2 separate regions of the Sminthopsis crassicaudata genome follow, and region 1 is linked to region 2. The links are chromatin contacts, called in public Hi-C maps. All regions are on one chromosome and are shown on one strand. The core of a region is the stretch at or near the end of the contact, and the rest is flanking DNA. Distances in the headings are between cores, read along the strand shown. Region 1 holds the start of LOC141561842. Region 2 holds the start of LXN (latexin).

The links. Hi-C and Micro-C count contacts between places; a contact is called where the count stands out from the background.
Region 1: a Hi-C map of fibroblasts shows a contact between it and region 2, with 4 times the contacts expected there. The contact joins the promoter of LOC141561842 here to the promoter of LXN in region 2. A contact is called at or near these places in 2 of 2 Hi-C or Micro-C datasets (fibroblasts and hippocampus).

What each region holds. Positions count from the first base shown.
Region 1 is chr3:16,495,269-16,498,840 of ASM4859323v1, forward strand. LOC141561842 reads right to left here and starts at 1,804. Exons shown (of 3, transcript XM_074301944.1): 1 at 1,761-1,804; 2 at 1,314-1,474; 3 at 1-748. The coding sequence starts at 1,804. The coding sequence ends at 96. MFSD1 (major facilitator superfamily domain containing 1) reads left to right here and starts at 2,539. Exons shown (of 16, transcript XM_074298084.1): 1 at 2,539-2,807; 2 at 3,207-3,259. The coding sequence starts at 2,621.
Region 2 is chr3:16,363,166-16,366,490 of ASM4859323v1, forward strand. LXN (latexin) reads right to left here and starts at 1,518. Exons shown (of 6, transcript XM_074298083.1): 1 at 1,264-1,518; 2 at 549-611. The coding sequence starts at 1,392. The region is part of intron 13 of GFM1 (G elongation factor mitochondrial 1); the gene reads left to right.

The DNA.
Region 1 (3,572 bases), core at 554-3,053, 130 kb after region 2:
GGCTCGTGGGAAACGCGGCTGTTTTATCTTGAGACCCCGGGAGGTGGTCTTTTAAGAAGACTGTTGTCTCCAAATATGGGAACAGAAGGGAGAAATTAATAAAAGGCTTCCGTGGGGATGTCTGGGCCGGGTGGGACGAGAGTGACCTCCTCTGGCAAAACCACGTCGGTGCTGATCCTCCAACAAGAAAGGGCGAGGAAGCCCTGCTGCAGGGGATGCTCTGCGGGCTCGTCTCCAAGCCCGCGCCTCTGCATCAAGAACGTAAGTGACGGCTGTAACTCTCCTGGGCGTGGATGTCCCGGAGGTGCTGTCAGGCCCGGTACAACGCACAGCGTCCTAGAGATGGAGCCGTGAAAGGGTCGTGGAGGGCACCCGGTGCGGCTCCCACCTGCAGAACTGCCCCGACGTGCAGGGACTTGGGAGATCCCACAAGCGGTTCCCCCGGGACAGAAAACCGCGGAGAAGTCAGCCGGGGAGACGGCAGGGTGGGAGCCGCCCGGAGGGCCAAGATGCTTCCCGCCAAGAAAGCCGGAACCGGCTCTTTTCCAGCACCCGATCCAAACTTCTCCCTTCCAAGTTCCCGGTGGAGGCGCGAGACGCCGCCCGCCTAGTGGAGGGTGGAATTCGGCCAAGACCACCCGCGGCCTCTGCTTCCGCTCTTCTGCTTCGCTTGGAAAGTCCGTTCTTTCTCGTACGGTTCCACAAAAGCAGCAAAGCTCCTTTAGTGTGAAGGTCTCCACAGGAGTGTCTGAAACAGAAGAACATACAAAAAAGGGTCTCCTAAGAGCGGACCCTAATTCCGCGGGGCCTTTGCCTGGCGGGCGACCTTTGGGCCCCAAAGAAATTCTGATTTCCTGCGGCTCAGAGCTTTGAGCCTTCTAACTGTGGAAGAACACTAGCCCCAGTCCCTTATCCCACAGTCCTCCCCCTGGCGCTGTGGCCGGCGCTGCGGACGGCTGTCTGCACGGGAGGATCGCAGCCGCTGGGCTCAGTCTCTCGTCCGGATTCCCGTGGGACCACGAGGCCCCTGGCACTCCGGACGAGGCCCCTGGCACTCGGGAGGAGGCCCCTGGCACTCGGGAGGAGGCCCCTGGCACTCGGGAGGAGGCCCCTGGCACTCGGGACGAGGCCCCTGGCACTCGGGAGGAGGCCCCTGGCACTCGGGAGGAGGCCCCTGGCACTTGGGAGGAGGCTCCTGGCACTCCGGACGAGGCCCCTGGCACTCAGGACGAGGCCCCGCTCCTCAGTGTCGGCCCCCTCCCACAGTGGGGGAGCAGCCGGCCTGGGCCTTGGGACGCTGGGATCCCGACTACCGATCTGTGTCTGGAGCGCAGCCAGGCCGGAGACTGCCCGCGGGCTGAGGGAAGGGGAGAACATCCGCACCGCGGCCCGGACTCCTGGGAAGGGCCGACAGGTACCCGAAGCCCTCACCCAGCCGCTGCGCCGCGCGCCGCCAGCTTCTAAACAGCCGCCACTTAAAGCATGACGTCATGGAGGCAAGCCGGACTGGCCCCTAACTAGCCGAGCGGGCAGCGGCCGGGGAGTCAGAGAAGTCAGGCGGGCTGCGGCGCAGCTAACGGCCAAATGCGGATCCCGGTCCCGACCACTGTCCAGCCTCTGTCCGAGGCTGTGAGTCTGAGACAGAACCACTGGGTCACAAGGGCCCTCAGAGCATCTTAACAGCAGCGAATGGTGGAAATGGAGCCTCAGGGGAGCTAAATGCTCAGGAGGGCACGAGGCAGCATTTATTAAGCACCTACTGTGTGCCAGGCGCCTTCAGGAGACCTCCCTCCAGAGTCTGCATCCAGCGTTTTGATGCAAGTGTGATAAAGGATAGGAAGTGAGAGGGTGGCTCAGTCAGCAGGTGACCCCATGACCTGACTAGGAATCCAGAAAAGCCAAAGGTTATTCCTGCCTCCGCCACTAGCTGTGTGACCTCTGCCTCAGTTTTCTCTATCTCTGAAATGGGTATAACAGCAGCACCCATTTGTTGTGAGGGACAAATGCGCTTGCAGACATAGATTTTAGAATATTATCTCTTATATCAATCACTCATTATTCCTGTGGGGCGGAGACCTAGAAGAGAAGAGGCAGGCTTGGGTCTCCCACTCCAGCTAAGCCAAGTGAGGCCCCCCCCCCCCAGGGAAGGGGCGGGCCCTGACTTCCGGCCATTCTGGGACCCTCCTGCGGTCAATGTGTATCCCGCCCCCAGCTCCTCAGGGGCGACTCTTCCCTTTTATCCTCCGCTGGACTGAAAGCTCCCCGAGGGCAGGGGTCGTCTTTTCTCTTTTCGGGGTATCCCAGCACGTGGTAGGCGCTCAAAAATGTTTATTGATTTAAACTGGATAAAAATAAACAAATACATCCATTGAAAAAGTCAATCGATTTGTACAGAAGAGGAAACCGAGGCCCTGACACGTGACCTAGCAGCCAGCCAATGACCAAGCCGGGCAGCAGCGCCCCCGTGAGGCTGGGGCGGGGCGGCGAGGCTCCGCCTCCCGCCCACGTGGGACCCCTCCCCTCCTGACGCTCCGTTCACGTGAGAGATCTGGCCACGTGACCTGACCGCCGGAGCGAGAAGTCATGTGACTGGAGGAGACCCGAGGGCTGCCGCGGAACCATGGAGGAGGATGGTGATGGGGAGCGGGCTCTGCTGGCGCCGGAGCCGGAGCCGGAGATCTCGGAGGCCGGGCCCGGGGCCGAGCCTGGGGCCCGGGCCCGGGTGTCCCCGCTGGCCGCGCTCCGCGACCCGGCCCACCTGGCGCACCGGCTGCTGGCGCTGACGCTCATGTGCTTCTTGGGCTTCGGTGAGTGGTGGGTCCGGGGCCGCCGTCCTCCTGGGGACCCCCGACCCCGGGCGTCAGGCGGGGATGGGGGGGCTGGGGGGCTCGGACCCGGAAAGTGGGCGGGGCCGGTCTCGGGGTCCTCCCGCGGGGGGGGGGGAGGGGGGGAGCAGCCTCGGGGAGGGCGGGACCTGCCCAGGGGCGGGGGTCGGGGGTCAGGGCCAGATGTGTGGGTTCTTCTGCAGCTTTGGGGCCCCGCCTCTCGAGGGGCACACTCTGGAGCGAGGGGGCGGGGAGGAGCTGGGCACTGTCCGAGGCCTCCAGTCCGCCGCCCTTCGCTGTCAGAGGCACGCCCGAGGCACAGCCCCCCACAGCCCCGAGGCCCATGTTGGGGAGCTTTCAGCCCGCCCTTGTCCTTTGCAGGCAGCTACTTCTGCTACGACAACCCTGCGGCCCTGCAGACCCAGATCCAAGCGGTGAGTGCCCCCGCCCGGGGTCCTGGAGCCCCTGCCCGGCGCTCAGCCCACGCCCACCTGGGGGCCTGGTGCAGAGAGGAGGGAAGCCAGGACCATCCCCCACCTCCCCAGACCCCACGTCCTACCCTATGGACCTGCCAAATCCCCCCGCGTCTGCTTGTGCTTGCAAGATCCCCATTCAACTGACCTGAAGGGGGCCTGGGGCCTGGGGGGGGGGCAAGTCTCCCTCTGGGGGACCCAGGGAGCCAGGGTGGCAGTAACTGTGTGTGTGTGTGTGTGTGTGTGTGTGTGTGTGTGTGTGTCTGTGTGTGTG
Region 2 (3,325 bases), core at 268-2,767:
AACATCTGTTTCCTTGCCATAGTAATACATTTTTATCAAGCCTGTTTAACGTCTTGCCATCTTTGCTATTACTGACATATTTGTCCAACAGTATTTGGCCATTTTGTATCTCGTAGATAGCTGGAAGATTATTCCCCTCCCCCCTCTTTGCAGCCTCTTGTAAATCAGAACAGGAATGAGGAAAGCAATTGGAAAAAACACTGATTATGGAAAAAGCAAGTTCCTTCAAGGTACTTCCAGCCAAGCTGGACAGTTCTATTGTAGCCACAAGATGGGATTGACCATGGTCATGTGGTGCCTAAAATGGAAACCAGAGTGAAATTGATGGCTTGTTTTCTATATAACGCAGCAAAAATGCCCATTTCCCATGGGGCCTTTGCATTTGCCGACCACAAAGCTTCTCCGATATGGTTAATATTTCAGTGTTTAGGAGGCAAGGATTTCACCTTGGCTTTAAAAATAGTCCCCCGGAAAGGCAGCCTTATGTTCGGCTCAAAGATTATTTTAGCTGTTACAAGTAAATGACATTAAAACATGGAGTTACTTACTTTCTGGATGATTTCTTCCACAGAAAATTTCAGGTGGTACTTATGGCCACTTCCTGGAATGTCCTGAATGAGCAAGGTAGAGAAGGCCAGTCTTACTCTCCCGTTGGGGAAGGGAGAAATCCCTGCGGATTTGTCGGGGGGCCGGGACCCCAGGGAAAGGGGAAAGGGGTGTCAAATACCTATGTAAATACCCCTTAGGACAGCTCGGGGGCTTTGCGGCCGGAGAACAAAACGGACCCATCTCCGCGCCAGGCCGAGAGCGTTCCTTACAAGAAGGGCAGCCCGCAGCTTGATTTTTCACTTGATTAGCCAGGTCTTAGCCAAGCGGGGCTCTTCCACCCCCTGGCTGTGGCCCGCTAGCAGAGCTGGGTCTCCCAGGACCCTCCGCAGCCCAGCGGCGGGGCTCCGGGAGCCCATCCACTTTGGGGCCACTTGGGCGGCTCGGCCTCGGGGGCGTCAGCATTCCCACGGCCCGCCGCCGCAGGGTGCCCCTGGGTGCTGCCCACGTAGCCCGGGGCCGGACGTTCGGGCACGGCGGCCGCCCTCCTGCCATCTGAGTCGCAGCCGTGGGAATTCTGCGGAGAAGGGGGGCTGGGCGGGAGGGGGCTCGTGGGGGACCCCGGCCCGGCCGCCGCCCGCCCTCCACCTGCTGCTCCAATGAATTAACTGGCCGAGCCGGAGGCGCGGGGCCGCCCGGGCCGGGTGAGACACTCACCTCCAGGCTGGCCTGCGTGACGAAGTCCGCCAGGAACACCTTGTGCGGGGTCCCCTGCTGGTAGTTGATGCAGTTCTCGGCCACCGTGGCGGCCCGCGCGGCGGGGTAATGCTCCGGGGGGATCTCCATGGCCGGCGGGGGCAGCGGCTGCGGAGCGAGCGAGGGGAGACGTGTGGAGACTCGGAGAAGCGCCGAGCCTTTGGCTGCCGGGCGGCGGGGGCGGGGGCTTCGGACGGGGGGCGGGCCCGCCTTCCTCCTCCCCCTCCTTCCTGGTTCTCCTCCTACCCTCGGCTTTCTCTCCTTTCCCTCCTCCTCCTTCTCCTTCTTCCCTCCTCCTCCTCCTCCCGCCCCCTTCCCCTCCTCCGGGAGGCAGGAAGCTCGGGCCCGCGGCCGCCGCTCCCTCTGCCCTCGGGGCTCTCCTGCCCGGCCCGGTTTCCTGTGGCGCGGGGGCCTCCCGGAGGCCGGGGCTGGGCCCAGGGCGGGGGAGGGCGGGGCCCTGCCCTTTGCCTCCCAGCCCCGCTCTTCCCTCGCCACCTGTGCGGAGCCTTTGCGTCTTCCTCCCCCACCCCCCCTCCCAGAAAGCTGGCCCCCCAAGCGGGAGCTATCTGGCGGCAGTGGTTTGTGGGTTTCCGGGCCCGCGCCCTGGGGAGGGCGCTGACTTGGGGCTTGCAGCCCCTTCCCTGAGGATTTTTCTGAGATCTAGACTTGAGTAGCCCCACGGATGGGGGGAGGGGGGAGTCAGGTGGCTGCTAAGCAGGTGCAAGATTGGCTTCTGGGAGATTGGAACCTTGAAGAAAATTGGGTTTCGGAGGATCCCAGAATTTGAGAGTTAAAAGGGACTAAAAGTGGAGTCCAGCCACGGGCCAATTCCCCGGGACTGAGTCCCGTCTGACTAGTGTCCAGCCTCCGCCGGGACGGCCAAAGGTCGCCCCTTTCACTCCGAGCGGCACTGTGGTCGGCGTTTTCCTCCCATTCTTGTGCCTCTTTACTGGAACCAGTCTGCTCCCTCCCTCCCTCGGGATGCCTGAAGACAGCTGTCACGTCCCACAGTCTCCTCCTCTACCATTCAGGCCCTTCCTTCCCCAGGCTGGCTGCCCTCCCCTGGAGGACAGTGCCCTTAAATCGTGGCAGCCAGCACAGAAGGCCATCCTGCCGAGGAGAGCCAGCAAGAGCAGATTCCAGCCAAACCCTCACCGCCCTGCCCCCCGGACCCCTCCTCCCCGAGCTCCGGCGGGGGCCTCATCGTCACTCGGGTTCAGCCCGGACTCCGCTACCCCCCCCCCCATCATGTTCGGGACCATCATGTTCTCTAGCCAAGCTTTCTGCCTGTTGTGACTTTGAGCCAGTGCCACAACTGCCTGGAGCCTTTAGGAATTTTGAGTCACAGCTTCTTTTGTCCTCCCAGTTTGCAGATGATGATCTATCTGCAGATCTGGCATTCTCCCCCTCAGATCCGCAGGTACTCCAATGGCAGCTTCCCACCCAGATTAAAATGAGGTGCTTTGTCCAGTAATGGAGCTTTCTGGGGGTGGTGGATAGAACCCCACCCCCACCCCTTGGAGTCTGGAAGATCTGAGTTCAAATGATGCCTCAGACACTTATCGGTTCCTGGCTGTGTGACCTTGCATGATTGTCTTGGCCCCTCCCCCCAAAATAAATAAATGTTGGTGCTTTGGTGGAGCTCCGGATAAGCAATATCTCTAGAATTTCCCTGATAAAGCAGTTTGGGAAGGTCACTTACTAAAGGAAGTAAGGTCACTAGGCCAAGAGCTGGGCCTGAGGAACCAGAACCACCACTTTCTTTTTCTTAATGAGCCATCTAGAATTTTCTGAGGAATTGAAGCTAAGTCAGTGGCCTGGGATTTGTAAACTGGGCCAGGTGTGTCCTCCAGGCCTTCAGGACCTCTGCTCTTGGTCTTTCAGAGCCCCCTGTCGAAGGGGCAAGTCCCATCTGTGTCTTGGAGTAGCGGGGATGGACTTCATCCAGCGGGAGTCAAGGGCTCCCTTGCTGGCTCTGGACTTTATCTTGGTCAGTCAGTGGGGTGCTAAGCATTCACTGAGT